2 separate regions of the Mus musculus genome follow, and region 2 is linked to region 1. A link is a contact called in public Hi-C data. All regions are on one chromosome and are shown on one strand. The core of a region is the stretch at or near the end of the contact, and the rest is flanking DNA. Distances in the headings are between cores, read along the strand shown.

Region 1 (5,742 bases), core at 105-2,604:
TTCTAGTTCTAGTTCCTACGAGAACGACTGACTACCCTGCAAAGAATTGTGTAGGTTTTGCATAGTTTGGATTCCAGTTTGGGGACTGCTTTTCCTCCAATCCCAGAGCATTAGCCTTTCAGAGTAAGAGGTTGTCGGTTACATAGGATTATTATTAGTGCAAGGAAATATCACGTTTGGCCTGTCCCCTGACTCTTCCAGGGCCTTCTGCTTGTTAGTTTTTTGTTTTTTTTTTTTGAAAATGTGAAACCAAGTCTAGCAGGTCTTAAAGTCATTCCAGTTTGACAAACCACACCGGTGGACTTTTAGGTTTTACTCAGCTTCTCATCAATAGAGAGACCTAAAGTCTCAGGTAGTTCTTTTGCCTGTCTCCAGCCTTAATACTGACTTAGAGACTTCAGACATTGGTGTTGCCAACCCCTGTATATGACTGAAGCAGAGGGGACAAATTGAGAGTCTTTAGATGTCTTAGGCTCCAAGGTTATGTATGGCCACCAGGCTTCTTGTCTCTGTCTTAGTTCTGACTTTCAAAGGATACAAAACCGCACATGTTCTTTGGTTCAGGCAAGGGTGCTTGGGTGGTTGTTTTGATATCTTTGACAGGTCCTTATCAGCCACTGAATTCCGGTATTCCCCTCAGCTTCGCCTGTAGAATCCTCAAGGTTTGTCCTGGTGGTTGGCTCCTCAGTAGGTATACTGCATTTTTCTCTGAGTTCAGACAACAGAAAAATTGCAGGTGGCTTAGAAACCTTAAACCTCGAGACTTCTTGGCCAATCCCCACGGAACGGAGTCGCTTAGAATAGCCGAGCTTCAGATCGTATTCTTTGAACAGGACTCTCTTTCAGATACTCTAACCTGGGGTATTTGATCTTCTGGAGATTTCATCTGTGAACCCACTTCCTTCTTTACATGGCCGAAACCAAGGTAGACAAAATTTGGAGTGACCTCTCCTCTTCCCTCCCTACCCCCTCTCCCCTCCCCTCCCCTCCCCCTTCTCCTCTCCCCTCCCCATCCCCCGTCCTCTCCCCTCCCCTCTACTCCCCCCTCCCCTCTGACCCTATTGTGTGTCCAGAAAAAATACAGGTGCTCATTCACTTCCGTTATGGCCCATCTTTTGTCTACAACAGATATGCCACAGCTGTGATGGAACAGGTCCCTGTCTCCCATCATCATAGAACCCTATGACCTGACTCTTTCAGCCTTGACTCCCCAGGAAAGAAGAAAGTGGTCAGGAACTATTTTAATGTTGCAGTGAAACGCACAAAGCTATTGTCTGGTACATGATCCTGTTCTCTTTTTCAGATGCTAGTTATTTCTTACAACACCCTGAATTTGACCTGCAAAGCATTTCCTGGAGAGTGTCACTGTCAGCTGTGACAGATCGCTGGGATTTGAGGAAGTTCTGGGTAGCTGAGTTGAAGTGTCTTTGATTTGTGCTTTCTTTCTCTGACCTCTATGCTGAAGCAATATATCTTTTGATGATCAATCTTTCAATTTTTTTTTTTTTTACTTTTAATTTCAAAACAACTCAAGCATTATAAAACGCTCCAAGAGTGACGCAAAGAAGTCAACACTTCCCACGGCAGCTGTTGACTTCATTTCCTTCTTGTCCTGTGTATATCTCTATGTATTCTTTTCTGCCTCTTTCTATTGAAAGTTAGTTTTTTTCTTACATACTATATTCTAATTACACGTTCCTGTTCTTCTACTCCTTCTGACTTCTCCTCCCCTCCCCTCCTACTGGGTCCATCTCCTTTCTGTCTCTCATTAAAAAACAAACAGGCTTTTACAGGATGATAATATAATTAATATAATGTGATAAGACAAAAACTAACACATTGGTGCTAGACAAAACCAACAAACAAATGGAAGGGGGGAAAAAAACCCCAAGAGAAGGCACAAGAACAAGAAACAGATCAGCTTGTTCACATACCCAAAAGTCCCACAAAAACACTAAAGTGGAAAACCATAATATATACACAAAGGACTTGTAAGGTAAAAAGAGAAAAGGAAAAATATATAAATAAAATAAAAGTAATAAGTTAAATTTTAAAAAACACACAACAACAAAAACAAAACAAAACAACAACAACAAAAAACAAAAACAGGAAGAAAGAGCCCTGATAGAACATGATGAAACAAGGAATCTCTAAAGATGCTGTTGCGGTCATGTTCTGCTGGCCATCTTCTGCCAGGCATGCAGCCTCCCACTGTTTCTTTGACAAGTGGCTATCAACTGGAGATAGCTTCTGGGTTAGCAATGGGAACATATGTCTATTTCTTTTAGTTCCAGGACCCCAACTGGTTTGGACCTGTGCAGGCCCTGGGTATGCTGCTTCTGTCTCTGTAAGTTCATGTGTTCATCCATGTAACGGATTCAGAGAGCCTCGGTTCTTGTGGTGTCCTCCACCACCTCTGGCTCGTGTACTCTGTCCATCCCCTCTTCTGCAGGATTCTTTAAGCCCTGAGGGGAGGGATTTTATGGAGACGTTCCTTTTAGGGCTGAATGCGACCAGTTCTCTCATCCTCCTCGTGTTGTCTGGGTGTGGGTCTCTGCGTTTGTTCTTGTACATCAAAGGTTTTCTGGCTGGGTTGGTGTTTGCATTTCTCCTTTGGTAGCATGCAGAGTGACTTTTTGTACCAAAGGTGCTTGCTTGCACATAGGGGTGAAGGATCTAGGCAGGCACCAGGTCCATTTCTCCATGTTCAGTGAGTTGTGTAGGGTGTTGTCTTCAAGAGTGGGGCCTTGCTTTCAGATTGTGGAGAGAAACCTGTAGTCTTGACAACAGCCTGGGTTATTTGGGGGGGGGAGCATGGGACTCCTTTGTCCCTAAACTCAATTAGATAACCCAATTTCAGTATTAGAGGCTTTTTTTTGATTACAAGAGATGGTATATATTGGGTTATATAACCAATGGTATAATAATCTCCCCCATTATTTGTCAATTTCATTACATGTATGTATGTATGTATGTATACACACATATCTGTGTGTATATCTGTGTATATATATATACATATATGCATATATATACAAATATAATGAAATTGACAAATAATGGGGGAGATTTATATACACACACACACACATATATATATATATATATATATATTCGAAAGCTTCAATTGTATTTAACTTACTCCTCCACTAGCCCTTAGTTTTAGTTGTCTTTCCTATACTCTTTCCCTCATCTCCTTCTTTCCTATTCCTTTCCACTTGATCCTCCATACCAGTCTCCATCCTACATCTATTTCCCTGTCCTAGAACAGCCTATTTGTGCCTCCACCCCCCGTTCCTTCTGCTGTGCTTAACCTTTAGCTCTATAGACGGTATCTTGTCTACCACTGACTTGCTTACAGCTCATAGCTAATATCTACATGTAAGTGGATACATACCATATTTGCCTTTCTGAAGCTAAGGAGATTGTGTTTCAGTTTGCTTATGTGATAGATTACATTTATCCATTCCTGTATTAAACCATCCCTGGATCTCTGGGATGAAGCCAACTTGATCATGGAGAACAATCTTTTTTGGATTTGACTTGCAAGTATTTTACTGAGAATTTTTGCATCTATGTGGGAAAGTGGTCTGTAATTCTCTTTTTTGGGGTCTTTATTTGGTTTAGGTATCAGACTAACTATGGCAATGTTAAAAGGGAACTGGACAATATTCTTTCTGTTTCTATCTTGTGGAATAATTTAAAGACTATTCCATTATTCTTCTTTGAAATTCTGGTCAAGGGGCCAGAGAGACGGCTCAGCAGTTAAGAGCACTGGCTGCTCTTCCAAAGGTCCTGAGTTCAAATCCCAGCAACCATGTGATGGCTTACAATATCTGCAATGGGATCTGATGCTCTCTTCTGGAGAGCACTCATACATTAAATAAATAAAAAAGTTAAAAAAAAAAACGAAGTCTGGTCAAATTCTGCACTAAAACCATCTGGCCCTGGGCTTATTTCTTTTAAGGGTTGGGAGATTTTTAATTACTGCTTCTATTCACAGAGGGTTATAGGCTTGTTTAAATTGCTTATCTGATCTTGATTTAACTTTGATAAGTGGTATGTATTGGAGGAAATTAGCCATTTCTTTTATTAAACTTTTTTTCCAGTTTGATGGGGTTCAGGTTTCTCTGGATTCCCTTGGTGTCTTTTATTATGTTCCTCTTTTCATCCAATTTTGTTAATTTCTTCTTTCTCAGCTTGTTAGTTAATTTGGGTAAGGCTTTGCCAATCTTATTGATTTTCTCAAAGAAACCAACTCTTCCTTTCATTGATTCTTTGTACATTTTTCTTTGTTCATTTGTTTCTATTTGATTGGTTGCTGCTACTGAGTGTGATTATTTCTTGCCATCGACTCCTTTTGGGTGTGATTTATCCTTTTTTGTTTTAGAGCTTTCAGCTGTGTCGTTAGGTTACTAGCATGAGATCTTGCCATTTGTTTGTTTGTTTGTTTATTTATTTTTCTGATGCTCGGTGGATATTTAATCAAGTTTTCTTTGGAGTATATGGTGATGACAAGTTCAGGGACAACTGAGTATTTATATGCAGAACAATGAAATGAATTCTAATGTCACCCCATATACAAAAATAAATTCAAAGCCGATAGGATTTGAAGATAAGACCCAAGGCTGTTAAAATTCGAGAGGAAAACAAGGTTGAAACTCCATTTCCTGGTCCAGGTACTCTCTTTTCTCATGATTATATTCTGCAGAAGAAATCACATGGGCTTAGGGAATAATACTGGCTTCAAACCTGGTAGGTACCTCACTAGGTGATTTAGACTTGTAAAGGGCCCAGAAAATAGATACTATGAATCACGTTAGAAATACAGAAACGCAACTAAACATCTTCAATACTAATCAAAATAATAAATGAAAGGTTGCATTCATTCCAAGAAAAGAGTCATAGAATTAAAAATGATTGATCCACAAAAGATGTATCAATATGAGTAAATCCACCCCTTATTGTAGCAACTGAAAACTATTAGCTTCCAAAAATACATAAGATTATAATTTTATAGCAGTGTATATATTTCAGAAATGTGCCCTTTGTTTTTAAAGTGTAAGCACTTAGTGCAAGGAATTTGCCTTTTAGGACATCTTTCATTATGTCCCGTGAGTTTGGGTATGTGTATATCAATTTTCATTCATTTCTAGAAAGTCTTTGATTTCTTTCTTAATTTCTGTCTTGACTTGTTTTTCATTCATTAGTGGCTCTTTCATTTCCCTGAGTTTGTAATATTTTTGTTGTTTCTGTTGCTGATATCCAGTTTTAATTTGTGGTCAGGTAGGATGCAGGGTATTGTTTTAATTTTCACTTATTTGTTGAGACTTGCTTTGTGCCCTACTGTGTGTTCAGCTTTGGAGAAAGTTGTGTGAAGTGCTGAGAAAAAGGTATTATATCTTTTGTGTTTGGGTAAAATGTTCTATAAATATCTGCTGGGTCTATTTGGTTTATACGATTAGTTCTAGTATTTCCTTGTCTTTTTGTTTTTAAAAGATTTATTTATTTGTTTTATGTAAGTACATTTGTCACTGTCTTTAGATACACTAAAAGAGTGCATCAGTTCCCATTACAGATAGTTGTGAGATACCATGTGGTTGCTGGGAATTGAACTCAGGACCTTTGGAAGAGCAGTCGATGCTCTTAACAGCTGAGCCATCTCTCCAGCCCCGTATTTTTTTGTTTAGTTTTTTTTTTTTTTTTTTTTTTTTTTTTTTTTTTTTTTTTTTTTTTTTTTTT
Region 2 (6,032 bases), core at 2,934-5,433, 280 kb after region 1:
CTTCTCAAGCAGCATGGCATGTTGGGTCTCCTTCCAGAAAACCTTAATTCTCCTAGTATGTAACTCATTTGTCCTAAGATGGCAATAGCAAAAGACCGTAAGTCACTTAAGCACTGTGCACCCAGTTTTCTTTTAGGGCTCTCAAGAGATTTGGAAAAGTCAATATGTGCAGAAAGCTATATCGAAAGAAGTATTAAGTACTATAACTGCTAGCTGTGTACTCACACAGCACCCCGTTCTTACGCAGAAAGGCTTCATGTTGCTTTATTATATTTCCATTAGCGCCGTCTCTTCTGGCAACGTGCTATTGAATGCAAGGACTTAAATTGATTTAATTCTGTACTCTGAGCACAAAACCCAATGTACATTACTTAGTTGCTGCTCGGTAAATAGATTTGGGGTAGTTAAATCATCTTTTGGCAACTTGGAATTTGCTCCCGCAAGTGTTTATGCTGTGGTCTCTGCACGCCTATAAGGGAAGTGCCTGGGATTGAGCTCAGCTTCCTAGAACTTTCCAACTGTACGCACTTAGAGAGTTAGATGGGCAAGGTAGAACCAACCCCGAACCATGTCACTGGGTGGCTGGCAAAGAGAAGGAATATTCAAGTGGCATTCTTAAGGATCAGTTACATCTGTCCAAGATGCTGATTCTGTGTCACGACAAAAACTTCTCATCCACGACATCCCATTATGGAATGCTGTCTATGTCTTTGTAGGCGCCGACGAACGTGCAGGCTACTTTCCCAAGGTCTTTGTGACCAAGTGTTTTCTCAGCATCTTCCCTCTGAGGTGTTTGTGTCACTGTTAGTCTTCATTGGACCTGCTTATTCTGATGACTTGCAGATGAACAGGGCTCCGGAAATACGGCCAGGAGAGGGACCGTAAAGATGTTTGCCTGATTACGATTGCGAAACCACTCTGTCAAGTTTTCCCTATCATTTACTCAAGTGGTTGCTAGGTAATTTCTAGTCCAGCTCCACAATTAAAGTGAAAGGGCCTGGCAGCCAGCTCATCACTCGGTGGTTCTTCCGCTCGAGCTGGGCCTGAGCTGTGATCAGATACAACAGAATGCTTTGCACGGGACCTAGAAAACCCAAGCAAAGGGCCGCAGAAACCCTCCTCAGCGAGTCCAACCTCATTCTGGGAACATTGTTCTCTCAGTGACCCATAGGATGATAAAAGTGTGTTCTTTTTGTGCTTGCAGAGCTATGTTTAAGGTTTTCCCTTCTCCCACCCCAAAAGAAAACAGAAAGGAGGAAAAAAACAAACCTACTTAAATTACAGGGCATCTAAAAACAATATTAGGTGTTCTTTGAGTTTTCAAGTAATTATAACTATTCTAAAGTAATTGGCTTTACAACAAAGACTTGGACAGCTAAAGTGTGGAGAGTCCAAGACTCAGAGCGATTTCTGTGTTTTAGCTTACTTAATCTTCATGAATATCCTACTAGGTAGGAAGTCCTATTGTCTTTATGTTACCAGTGAGAAATGGAGGCATAGGAAACTATAGATTCACTTAGGTTCAAATGTTCCAAGGGTTAAATCTAGGTCCTTGTGTATACTAAGCATGGTTTGAGTCACTGATCTGTATCTCCATCCCCAGAATTAGGGCCATAGATTAAGGATACAGGGCCAGCATTCAAGCCTAGCCTGTTTTGTTAGTCTGATCATTTCACAGCCTTTTTTTTTTTAAATGTGGCAAAGACACATTTATTCATCAATTCTTCACTAGAGAGACCCCTTCTGAGCTATATTTTAAGGGAAGGAAATTCTAAGGGCATAATGTTAGTGAAGACTTTGTAGTTCCTGCTTTTTGTTATATATATTTTAATTCTTACTTTTGTTCTTTGTTTTGATTCAGGGTGTTGCTGTGTAGCTCTTGTTACTATGATCTCAAGAGATCCACTTTCCTCTGTCTCCTGAGTGCTGGGGTTAAGGGGGTGCCCCATCATGCCTGGCTTTAATTTTTCATTTTTAAGCCATATTAAATAAGATGTGATACAAATGAATTTGCAAATTTTCAGTAATGGAATTTCACATTACCATATTGCCCGTATTGGTATTTTGGTCCTCGTAGGATATGGGGCTGATCTCTTAAAATGAAGATTTTTTTTTTTCTGAATGAAATACAATCAAGGTTGAAGAGAATGCAAGGCACTTTCTCCATTGCTAGAATCAATGTCAACCTGACATAGGGGTCTTGTTTCCATGGCAACACATCAAGGCATTAACCGTTTGTTGCAGAGCTGACATGAAGACGAGAATTTCCATCTGGGTTTATTTGCTCTGTTACTCCTGTGCTTAGATCCTTCACTTTCTTTGACCTTCAATCTTCTCACAAATTAAAAGTAACCAGTTATTATTCCGCGTCCAGTGGAACTTCTTGTAATCTGGCAAAAGCGGTCAAATCTTGAATGAGCTCTGAGCTTCCCAGAAGAAGCTTCTCAATGGCTTCAAGTGTCTTTCCTTTGTTGCATGTTGTGATTCTCCTTACTCTGACCCCAGTGTTGGTGGCTAGACAGAAAAAAAGAAAGAAAGAAAAAAAGAATATTCTCTCCTCCCTCCAGTCTTTGCACCTGTTGTTTACATAAAAAGGAGGTGGGGGGAGAGGGTATATCCGGAGGCACAAGCAAGGCAGAAGAGTGATGGTGGCCCGGTTATGATGATTGTCTTGGGACAGCTTTGAAATTGAGCCAAATTCCCCAAGTCTCTTAACACCCATAGAGTCCAGTACGTTCAGTCCATTGTTTTTCTTTTTTTCCCCTTCCTTCCTTCCTTCCTTCCTTCCTTCCTTCCTTCCTTCCTTCCTTCCTTCCTTCCTTCCTCCCTCCCTCCCTCCCTCCCTCCCTCCCTTCTTTCCTTTCTTTCTTTCTTTCTTTCTTTCTTTCTTTCTTTCTTTCTTTCTTTCTTTCTTTTTAGAAATACTGTGCTTTAATGCTTTAGAAAGAAAAATCACATCTAGTGTAAAACAAAAGAATCTTTGGATTGGCTTACCTTTAAAATGATATGATAATTATGAGTAATATTTAGCAGGCTAATACATGCCAGGAACTGCTGTAACTGCTATTCTGTCCACTCATAGACTACAATGTTTACAACTCTTCCTTAGTTGAGATACAGGACATAAAATACATTTTTCCCAGAGCTTCAAGACAATGACCTGGCAGAGACCACTTTCACCTCCACGTAGCACGTGATCAGACTTGGGTAATTGGCCTCTCTCCAGTCTCCCAAAGTCTAGGTTTTCTGATACAATGCTTCAACCTTTCTGAGTCACGGATTTCTTATTTACTGGAATTGACAGCGTCACTCAGATCCAAGCCAAAACACTTGCCAAACAGCTTTTTGTTTGTTTATACTTCTATGTGTGCGTGTGGATACAGGTTAGGGAAAGTTGAAGTGGTTTTTGGATAGAGATTTTTCACTCTCATTAGTCATAATCATGGTGTGTGTGTGTGTGTGTGTGTGTGTGTGTGTGTCGCAGGACCAACCTTAAAGATGACTTATATAATGTTCATCTCCACAGTTGTTAAATTTAAATCATAAGAGAGAGATATATCTATGTATATCTTACATTATCAAAGGCCGGTAATATAACGCTCTTGTTAGTTCCACTCTACTGTAGTATGCATGATAAGGAATATTAGAACTGACTCTTGGGTTGAGTTTGGTTCAATACCAAAATTATGCTATTTTTTTTCCAGTTTGGAGTTCACTGTAAAGTTTCTGTGCATACTCACTTTTTGATAGGTTATATCCTGGTAGATGTAATTCCATGAACTGATTTGCTACAAATTATCCCACAGTAGAATCAAATCTCTATAAAAGAAAGTATTTTACCAGCACATTCATAATATGTTATTAAAGTTAAATAATAATAGTCCTCACAGTCACAATGCCATCAACGGCTACTAAACCTCCACTTAACACAGTGGCGAACTTAATGACTGCCATATTTCACAGTTCAGACACGATGGGAGTTCGAGTCCATCCTGGAACCAGTCTCCTGGACTGCAAAGACATACATGTTCTTAATAAAAATATTCAGAGAATCTTTAAATGTTTTAAGGGCCAGTAACAATTTAACATTCCTATTAAGATTTACATTACTAAATTCTCCGACGCTAGCAGGCAAATGCTGAACGATTGATAGTGTTTCTCTGCCCCCTAGTGGACTGGCTGCAGAATTGAACTGGCCAGCACACCATTCTTCAGGCGCAGTTGCCGGTGTGCTCTGAGGTCTAGATTCTGAGATCTGTATCTGATTTGACTCCCAAAGGGTAGTGGTGGAGGCAGATTAAGGTCAAGCCTCTAGTTGAGTGGTTCTCAGCCTTCCTAACGCTACGACCCTTTCGTACAGTTCCTCATGTTGTGGTGAAGCCCAACCATAAAATTTTCAGTGCTACTTTGTAACTGCAATTTGCTACTCTTATAAATGGTAATGTAAAATATCTGTGTTTTCCAATGGTCTTGGGCAACTCCTGTGGAATGGTCATTCAACCCCCAAAGGGTTTGCAGCCGATAGGTTGAGAATCAACCGTCTAGCGCAAAGGAATACGAACATGGTGTATTGTTTCTGCTTGGGTTTCAAAACTTCAGGGGAGTCATGGCAATTGTGGAAATGGTTTTCACATCTGAGCTAGCGGCATTTTCACTATGTTGTGACAGAAGGGTTTCTCATCAGGTTTTTATTAACTTCTGGGGCTGATAATGGGCAACTTTGTAGGATGCTTAAGAGCATCCCTGGCTTTCTCTCTGATAGATGCACCCCCAGCTATGATAAGAAACATCTCTGGTGTTAACTTTGCAGGGAACCTTTCCCCTGCATGAGAATCCTCTTGTTCTTCACGGCTCCTATTCATCTGCAAATGATGTGATAAAAACATTTTACCAGATATTTTACCACAGCTGGGAGACCTTATATTATTTAATGTAGTCTGTACAAAAGTCCTCAGGGGTAAAGTACATCCTAGACTATCATTTATCCCCATCCTCAGCTGAGGTCTTTTCCTTTCAAATGACTCCAGCTTGTGTCAAGTTGACATAAAGCCAGCCAGTACAGGGGACAGTGGGGAGAGAGGCAAGGCTCCAGTGAGGCTGTTCAGCTCTTATGAAGCCTTCAGAAAGATGTCAGCTTTTTCTGTGAGTGAGAAGAAATTCCACCGGAAAGAGAGGTGCTGTGATCTCATTTAATCTGTCAAGGAAGTATGGCAATCTTTTCCTCTGTCTTAGGAAACAGTGGGTCAGAATGGCTAGGGCAATAAGTTCTGGCTGTAAGACTGACTTAGTTTGAAACGCTATCTCTAGGATTTCCCTTCCAGTGTACAGGGTGACAAATGATTTGACTTAGCAGAGCCTCTGTTTTCTCATCTGAAGAAAAAAAAATGTAGCAAAATCCCTGCTAACTGAGTCTAAGTGTCACGAGACAGGTGATGCCCCCATTAGTTCATTACCAGTTAGAAGAACAAAACTCGACCTGGCTGGTGAGCCGCGGTTCTTGGCTCTGCTACGCTTTTGCAAAGCAGAGAATGATTGCCCCATCAGTGAATGCAAGTGCCCTGTGTTTGGAAGTACCGTTAATACCTGCCTGGAGACTTGATAATGTGTCCTGCTTTCACTTTCATTGTTTAGGGTGTGAGAAGCAATTATTTTGCATAGTTCTCAGTCATTAAACGAGGCACAACTTTATCTATTCATTTCTTACGATCTCAGAAAGCATTTGATTGCTGCTTTATGAGGAATGAAATAATGCCCTTCTACGGTGAACACTTACATAGATTAATTAATGCCCCACGTTTACTTACCTCTTTTCTCAGTTCTTATGCTTGTAAATAAGCTTTAACTTGAATACTGACTGATAATGTAAAAAGACTTTGAATCTGCAATTAAAATCCAACATTTGCAATGTCAATTATGTACAAGACCAACTGATAGGAGTTTACATATTCACAGACCATGACAGAATTACATCCTGTCTGCCCTTCGGCTGAGAGTGATTATAAGGTGGTATTGATCCTCTGTTAAAATGATGT

What was found. A called contact is a pair of places that touch in the nucleus more often than the background predicts.
Region 2: a Hi-C map of bone marrow-derived macrophages shows a contact between it and region 1, with 21 read pairs. The contact joins two enhancer-like sites. A contact is called at or near these places in 2 of 15 datasets of contacts at CTCF or cohesin (large pre-B cells and pro-B cells), 6 of 484 Hi-C or Micro-C datasets (bone marrow-derived macrophages, cortical neurons, forebrain neurons and 3 more), 3 of 115 datasets of contacts at active chromatin or transcription factors (embryonic fibroblasts, fibro-adipogenic progenitors and microglia) and 1 of 9 other capture datasets (embryonic stem cells).

The regions. Positions count from the first base shown.
Region 1 is chr10:99,300,872-99,306,613 of GRCm38.p6, forward strand. No RefSeq gene overlaps it. Among named protein-coding and RNA genes, the nearest start is that of Gm34921, 33 kb to the left of the region's middle. Within about 2 kb of position 1,355, at least 17 of the 459 cell types and tissues checked have an H3K27ac peak or open chromatin away from gene starts, as enhancers often do. A contact at or near this core is called in bone marrow-derived macrophages, where this site is marked.
Region 2 is chr10:99,573,283-99,579,314 of GRCm38.p6, forward strand. No RefSeq gene overlaps it. Among named protein-coding and RNA genes, the nearest start is that of Gm20110, 33 kb to the right of the region's middle. Within about 2 kb of position 4,184, at least 19 of the 459 cell types and tissues checked have an H3K27ac peak or open chromatin away from gene starts, as enhancers often do. A contact at or near this core is called in bone marrow-derived macrophages, where this site is marked.